Regions from separate parts of the Mus musculus genome. Here region 2 is linked to region 1. The links are chromatin contacts, called in public Hi-C maps. All regions are on one chromosome and are shown on one strand. Each heading gives the region's core, a stretch centred on a gene start, on an enhancer-like site or on the middle of the called end of the contact. The rest is flanking DNA. Distances are from core to core; before and after follow the strand shown. Region 1 has its middle 73 kb from the start of Slc25a24. Region 2 overlaps Vav3 (vav 3 oncogene).

What was found. A called contact is a pair of places that touch in the nucleus more often than the background predicts.
Region 2: a contact with region 1 is called in a Hi-C map of bone marrow-derived macrophages, with 24 read pairs. The contact joins two enhancer-like sites. A contact is called at or near these places in 1 of 15 datasets of contacts at CTCF or cohesin (the NIH/3T3 cell line), 13 of 484 Hi-C or Micro-C datasets (the AML12 cell line, B cells, Kupffer cells and 10 more), 4 of 115 datasets of contacts at active chromatin or transcription factors (CD8 T cells, the HPC-7 cell line, the NIH/3T3 cell line and 1 more) and 2 of 9 other capture datasets (adipose tissue and liver).

The regions. Positions count from the first base shown.
Region 1 is chr3:109,193,978-109,198,117 of GRCm38.p6, reverse strand. No RefSeq gene overlaps it. Among named protein-coding and RNA genes, the nearest start is that of Slc25a24, 73 kb to the right of the region's middle. Within about 2 kb of position 1,742, at least 31 of the 459 cell types and tissues checked have an H3K27ac peak or open chromatin away from gene starts, as enhancers often do. A contact at or near this core is called in bone marrow-derived macrophages, where this site is marked.
Region 2 is chr3:109,478,966-109,482,890 of GRCm38.p6, reverse strand. The region is part of intron 2 of Vav3 (vav 3 oncogene); the gene reads right to left. Among named protein-coding and RNA genes, the nearest start is that of Vav3, 140 kb to the right of the region's middle. Within about 2 kb of position 2,155, at least 10 of the 459 cell types and tissues checked have an H3K27ac peak or open chromatin away from gene starts, as enhancers often do. A contact at or near this core is called in bone marrow-derived macrophages, where this site is marked.

The sequences.
Region 1 (4,140 bases), core at 493-2,992:
TTAAGATAGATCAGTACAGAAGCATACCATCAAGTGAAGGAGAAATGAGAGCATCCCACCAGCCGCGGACATGACACCCTTGGGACGTGAAGACCATGCGTGAAATGCAGACACGTGCCTGAACCTACTCAAGTGTCCAAATAAGAGGTGACCACTGACTGTCGATGTGAAATAATGTAGTCATCCAGGAAGGGAGCCTCAGTGAGGAGCTGTCTAGATTAGTCTGGCATGAGGGCACATCCATGAGGGATTTTCTTAGTTGGATTAATTGAGGTGGGAAGATCCAGCCTAAATATGGATGGCACTATTTCACAGGCAGGGCTCTGGACTGTCTAAGAGTAGATACGAAAAGCAAGCTAAGGACAAGTGTGCATGCATTCACCGTCCCTCTGCTCTTGACTGTGGATATGACTGTCTGGTTCAGCTTCCTGCCATCGTGATGAACTGTTACCTGGAATTGTGACTTCTCCCCTTTGATGAACTTTTAGCTGGAATTGTGAGCTAAAATACTTACTCCTCCAAGTTGCTTTAGTCAGAGTGTTTTATCACAGCAAAAGGAAACAAAACTAGGACACCCAGAGTCCCCTGTGCTAAAGTACCTCTGCTTGCTCCCCGCAGGGCACTTCACTCAGCATCCAAGTCACACCACATCATCTAAACATGCCTGGTACCTAAGCTGCCTGTGAGGCAACTAATATTCTAAACGCAAGATTCTGATAGTCTTCAAAACTTGAATTTCTTCAAAGCAAAAGGAAATGTTGTAGTTTTAACAATGGTGTAAAAAAAATGGTTTATTGATGGCATGACTAAACGAATTGCTAGTAAAGAATGGTTAATCGATAAAATATTATAAAATCACCCCACTTAAACCACAGATTTTCACTGGATGAAAGTAGCCACATAACCTGATGGTATAGATTGTATCACAAGTGTTATTTTGACCCCGTTTCAAAGAAAATTATGAAAAGATTCAGTGGATCCATAATGCTCTAGAAGCCTTTCAATGATTTTTTTTTCTGTCAAAAAAAGTCCTTGAATATATACTAAAAATATCCACTAAAAGTGTTACAGAAAAGCCAAACTGATAAACATTTGGTATTTCTGGTTCTTTTCACCAAAGTTGTAGCCCAGTGTAGACACTAGATCCATACTCTTTCTGCCTGATCACATTTATCATCACCAAAGATCACATGGAGAGGAGAAGAGGGAGGAGAAAGATAACGATTTGCAAAACTAGGTGGTGAGATCTAGAAATAATCTTATGTTTATTATGTCTTAATTTCCCTTAGTTACGGTGAACAATTAGATGAATTCAGGATAGGCAAGAAGTGAAGTAAAGAGAAGTCTACTGATCTACATAGGAGTGAGAGTTTTGTGGGGAAGCAATATAAGAACAGAAAAGAAGCTGAGGGGGCACAAGAAATGATGGGATTTCCAGCCAATTTTATTTCGATTCCTTAAACATGTCTTCTTACATCACAACAACCAAGGTGAACTGAGAAACTTAATGCAAAAGGATAAGTATAGCCAGTTCCTTGTTACTAGCTAGTAATCATGACAACCTAGTTATCTATAACTAAGCATCTTATCTATTTCCCACATCAGTTTGGTACAGTTGTGCATTTTTAAATGAATACTGTTTTCTGAGTGTGTTTTATTTCTTCTACTATAAAAAGGGAAATGAGATGTGGGTTTCCGTGTGTCATCTCAGCATTAGTCACCTTAAACAACCTTCCCAAATGAATCATCTAAAACGCAAAATGAAACATGCAGTTCTAAAGAACTGCTATGAATCCATCCCAGAGATGGTACAAAGGAAGTTCAAGTCTGAGCTGAGAACAAGAACCTGCCAAGGGAAGCAGAGACCAAACCCTGCAGGAAGTTTGCAATGCCCTGGAGGCAAAGAGTGTAAAACTCACAATGCCCAGGAAAGGAAAGCAAACCCCAGATCCTTCAAAACACAGAGAATCACACAGAGAGACCTGCACACAAGGGAAATCTCAACCAGGCTCAGAATAAAGAAGATGAGGAACAAATGCCTCCTTCTCTGCAGAAAGAGACCGTGTGCCTGTACCTGGCATTGGCACAAAGAGGAAATCTAGCCTCTCTCCTGAGATTTCACAGCCTCTGAGGATCACAGTCTAAATTCACCCAAACTTTATGACCCAGGATCTCACAAAGAAAATGCGAGGTCTCTCCAAGGACTTCCTCAAGGGGAGTGATGGCAGTGAGGTGGAGTTACCGAAACTTCCAAACTCACCCTGAAAACCCAAGCCAACAACCTAAAATGCTTCTGACTCTCTTCCAGACACTGACCGGAACCTCGGGATGCTTTCTTTAGTACTTTGGCTCTTTCTTCTTTCTCTGAAGTTTCCCCTCCCATCATGTGGCTGCTTGTCTGCCATGTGTCTGACCTCCATGTCCACTTAAATAGATTTCTTTTCTTCTGTCCTCCATTCCCATCTTCCTGGAAGATGTACAATTTGCCTGCCTTGCAGGAGTTTTTCTCTTCTAAAAGCTAATAAAATTGTCCTTCATCTTTTTTTTTTAAAGTTGACAAATACTCAACACCACCAAAAGACTCACTCAAATGGAACTTGGAAAGTAACCCTGAGGACAACTGGAGGGGCAGAGAGAAAGCCTCAGACTAGTCAACTAGTGTGGTACAACTCCTGCTGTACTACACTTGTCCCCATCACTTCCAATATTAAAGATTTACCTGGATTTTCCTCCAGTGCCTCCCACTAGCAAACCAAGTAGTTGGCTGACGTAGGAACTTAGGAAACAAGGTTTCTGATATCCACTTCTTGCATTATATGGTAAGGAAAAGAAGGAACAAAGATAAGTCCATGTCACTTAGACAAATGACCAGGGCACCCTTAGTTTTTCCTTTGCTATGATCAGAGAAGTTCTTAGCATGGAAAAATTATGAACATGGTCTCTGTTGACCTTAAATGAACCCGTGACAGTGTGTTTAAACCATCAAATATTTAAAAGAATGTGATCCTTTCATCCAAACTAGGTCGACTTTGGTGGACACAAAAAATTGGTCCCAGAAGTGGGATTCTGCTGCAGCAAAAAATCCCAGAAGATATGGCACTGGCTTAGAGGTCTGTGGGTCAGGAAAAGAGAAGCCATACTCAGAGGCTGAAATGGTCTTTCATTTTTGGCAACAAGAAGCATTGAGTAAAGCAGTCACAATAGTAACCTGGAAGGCAGATCACCTGTCAAGTGAATGTATGTGCCTTAGTGAAGAGTTCGGAAAACAAAATGTTAGTTGTGTATTTTTCTTACAGCTGACTGCTTCCAACAAGGAGCCAGAGGGCTGAAATGAGTTCAGAATATTTGATCCTTTCATGGGAAAGAGAGAAAACAGAGTCCACAATTTCAAGACCTCATGCAGTGCAAAAGGCAAGTGTTTCTCAATTCCAAAGAGTTCAGTTCAAAATAAAACACTGAGGAAGTTGGAATGCAGCAAAGGATAATTAAAACTTGGCTTTAGAGCAAACATGCAGTTAAGAATATGGGCATATGTTCAGAGTTCCATACCTTGAAACTGATTAAGATAGCAGCTGGAGTAGATATTGAACTAGTAATGTGATAACCAACAAGTGTTTTCACTGGGAAATTAACTCAACAAAAAGATATCATGTCTGTGATTTGGTGAATTTTTTTAAAAGATTCAAATATACATCTCTGCTCATATGCACATATAAAACATACATGTACACATCTATGTTTTACTAAAATAATAAGGCAATTGTTGGAGGAGGTGATAGTACTAGAGACAAGATTTATTTCAACATAAGTTATTTCATGGCTTAATGCTTTAATCATATTGTTTTATATTCTCAAAGATACATGTACTGGCTAGTTTTGTGTCAACTTGACACAGGTTGGAATTATCACAGAGAAAGGAGCTTCAGTTGGGGAAATGCCTCCATGAGATCCAGCTGTAAGGCATTTTCTCAATTAGTGACCAAGTGGGGAGGTCTCCTTGTGGGTGGTGCCGTCTCTAGGCTAGTAGTCTTGGTTCTATAAGAGAGCAGGCTGAGCAAGCCAGGGGAAACAAGCCAGTAAAGAACATCCCTCTATGGCCTCTGCATCAGCTCCTGTTTTCTGACCTGCTTGAGTTCCAGT
Region 2 (3,925 bases), core at 906-3,405, 280 kb before region 1:
CCAACATGACTGCCTCAAAATATCACACAATCTGCAGAGCTCTGGATCCTGGCTGCAGCCTTGCTGTGTTATGGGACTAGTGGCCTCAGACCCTCTTCTCTAACAACTGGTGGCTTCAGATAATGGGACTTATATAATCAGACTTGTCACCCTAGTAAGATGCCTGAAGCTGGATACTTCAAAAGGTAGAGAGTTTTACTACAAATGTGGACACCTATAGCCCAGCTCCTGGGAGGCTAAGACAGAAGGAGCCTATGAGTTCAAGACCATCCTGGGAGACAACAAAGGAGAGGGAGTGGAAAGAGGGTAAAGGGGGAAGGGTATTACAAAACAGCCTTGGAAGCTGAAGTCCAACAACAGGCAACCTTGACTCCTGGGCCTCTGGTGAGGGCTCCCTTGGCTCTAACACGTGGCAGTGGATGGCCAATAAACCAGCAGTGAATAGAGGTCCAGGACATGGGATAGCCTCACCTACTAACAACTGACTAACCAGAGAACTCACTCTAGCAGACCACACGAAGCCTTCCACAGGAGCATCCCCAATGACCTAACTGCTTCACATCAGCCCCGCTTCCTCAAGGTTCTACCGCCTCAGCATCACCACACTGAAGAACACACCCCTAGTAAATGAACCTCCAGGGAGATGAGTCCTACGAAAAGTTACAGGTTTCTAACTTCAACTGTACCACACAAAGCAAAGCGGCCACAGCTTCAGGTCTCACCAGTGGGCCGACAGGGCACAGTCTCACCAGTGGTGAGTTTTAAGGAGTCTGCTCTTTTTAAAGCAAGACATGAACTGGGGAGTGTGCTTGGGCATCCATATGTATCCATATCCTGTATACTGGTTTATGTGAGTACAGAGGCTTATATTATGATAGAAATGTTCAAGATTTTTCTGCCACAATGTTTAAATACAAGATTGTCTCAATGCATCATGGCCACCAACTTTCTGGGCTCCAACTGCCTTTTTAAAATGTATAATTGTTTGGGACCAACAGAAGGATTAAATATCTGCATTGGAGCACCTTATATAACAGGCATTGATAAAGTTTTAATAAAAAGGCACAATGGCACACACACTCACACCCCACTCACAAACATTCACACACACTCAAACATACTCTCACACACACATACACACACTCACACACACACACACACAAACACACACACACACACACACACACACACACACACACACTCCTGTAAGCATGCTACCCAGGAAACTCTGGGAGAGGCGTTGTCACAAGCTCAAGGCCACCCCCTATATATAATAAGACCTTATCTCTGTTTTGAAAATGAAGAACATTTAAAAATAGTTCAATTTAGTTATTTTGACTCTTTGGTTACCCTCTAATTTTTACCTTAATTATCATTATTATTCCTCAGGGAATAATAATGATGTCATGAAGACAAACACAATTTTTTTTTAAGTTCTTAGTTTTCTTTTTAACATCTCAGATGCTAAAATATCTGTTTCCTCTTTTGCTCCATGATACATCATTAATAATCTTCTGGAACTTTATTTCAGAGCAACTCACTGGAAAGTCTCCTTCAACGAAAATGAAACAGGTGGAGTAGATCCCCTTGTGCTCATTAGAGCTTGGTGAATCTCTAAGCCACAGCAGGTCTTGGAACAGTGTCATTTTTTTCACAGCCTAATGAAAACTCTGGAGAGAACACAATGATATGGAACACCTCTATGGAGGGGGAAGTCATAAGTCAGTTTATGCTTTAAGACTCAATTCTTATTTTTGGTTTATGTGCATATCTATGTGTGGATATGCCGTGTATACATGGGTGTGCACTGAGGTAAGCAGAGACATCACATCTATCTCCTCTATTGTTGTTACAGACTGTTGTGAACTACTCAGTGTGGGTTAAGGGACTGAAACTCAGACCTTCAGGAAAAGCAGCAAGCACGCTTAACTGCTGATTCGTCTCCCCAGCATTTACCCTAGGTCCTGCCTTCTAAAAAAAATGTCCAAGAAGGACTTTGGCCTTCCTGCTGCTTGCAGAGGAGGAAACAAACATAAATAAGGAAGAACATGCTCAGAGATGACAAGGCTGAGGGCTCCATCTCCCTGGCTTCCCTCCTGATTCCCAGCCCAGGGCTGCCTGCTGCTCCAATAAACAGGATATTCAAACATTGCACATAGTGACACACTAGCAACAGCAACTCTCTAGTAAGGGACACTGCTATGCAATCTCACTTTTGTTCCTGTTCCTTGATGTCTTGTTTGGTTGTTGCTGTACTTTTGAGACAGAATCCTATCATGCCTAGCTTGACATTTATATTATTTATATGAACATGTTGTTGGTAATTGCATATTAAATTTGTATTCAGCAAAATATTTTAATGAGAAATGCAAAAATATGTTTGTATTGTTATAAGCAAGTAAATAGTTTTCAACCTTTCTTTTTGTTGTCATTTAAATGAAATTTGATCAGAAGCCAAGAACTAAGAGGCTACAGAAAGGCAGAGAGCCATGCAGAGAGGTGATGGAGAGGCAGAGGTACAGAGGCCCTAACTCAGGAACAACCTCTCCATTTCCTAGAGCATGGCACCTTAAAAAGGTGCCTTCATTCCATTACAGAAGTTCTGAATTTCTTTCCAAGTCACCTTATTTCATATTCTATATGTCCAGTCCATGTGTCGGAAAACCAAAGAAAGAAAGAAAGAAAGAAAGAAAGAAAGAAAGAAAGAAAGAAAGAAAGAAAGAGAGAGAGAAAGAGAAGAAAAGAAAGAAAAATGAAAAAGACAAGAGAAAAATAAACATCTGGTTCTGAAATAGAGAAAGAAATAAAACTGAAGTATCAGAGAGAAAAAAAAGTCTTCCAACATTCCTCAGTTAATTTTTCTATACTCAAGCTTCTTAGAATGGTAACTGAACTAAATGTAAAACGAAGTCACAACAAACACTGGGGTGGCTGCCTGGCATGCGTAAAGAACGTGTAAACTGATGTAGGAACTTACTTTTCACTAGTAGACTTATTATCTTCAGCCTATAAGGGCAAAATTACACTTCAGAATATTTGGTAGAATTGTTCTTACTCTTAAAGTATCAATTCTTTAACTGTGAATAAAACACAGAAAGTGAAGCTAACCTCCCTAATGGGTCTTGTCCTGTCCTGTCCTGTCTTGTCTTGTCTTGTCTTGTCTTGTCTTGTCTTGTCTTGTCTTGTCTTGTCTTGTCTTGTCTTGTTTTGATTGAGACAGGGTTGCACTGCATAGACCGGGCTGTCCTGAAATTTGCTATGTAGATGAGGCTGGCCTCAAACTCACAGAGTTCTTTCAGTCTCTGCCCCCTTCCCTCCTGCCCCTCTGCCCTCTACCCTTGCCCCTGACTCTGTCTCAGTGATGAAATTAATGACATGAGCCACCATAACCAGGAATGAGGATTCAACAACCCTGATATAATCACAAATGTAATGATGGGCAGTGGATTTGAACTTGTAGTGCTCATCACCCCAAAAGGAACTGTTTTAAACCCACAGAAATCAACTCTTCGCATCTAGGTGTCAATATGATCGTTTCAAACCAAAGTACCTCGCTAAGAAAGATGATTTCCATATGAATGTTAATATTTTCTTTTGGTCCTTTCGCAAATGTTTTGTTTCAAGTATGTAGACATTTGGGAAAGAGAAGCTAATGTTCTACTGGGCTTCAGGACTTATAGAATGATGCTGATAAGGGATTTCGCCAGCCTCTATAGAGGAATGAGCCAAGAGGGAGAGAAGCCATTATACCTGACCTTGAATTTCATGCATTTAAAGAGCACCCCCTCAAGGTGTACCACAGGCACAACAACCTAGCTCTTCAGCGCTTCATATATTCCACCTCCCACAGTCCAACTGAGCTCTGACATCACTAGTAGAGCAAATGTTTTCAGCAACTTAGCTTGGCTTTGTGAGACTCTGGCCG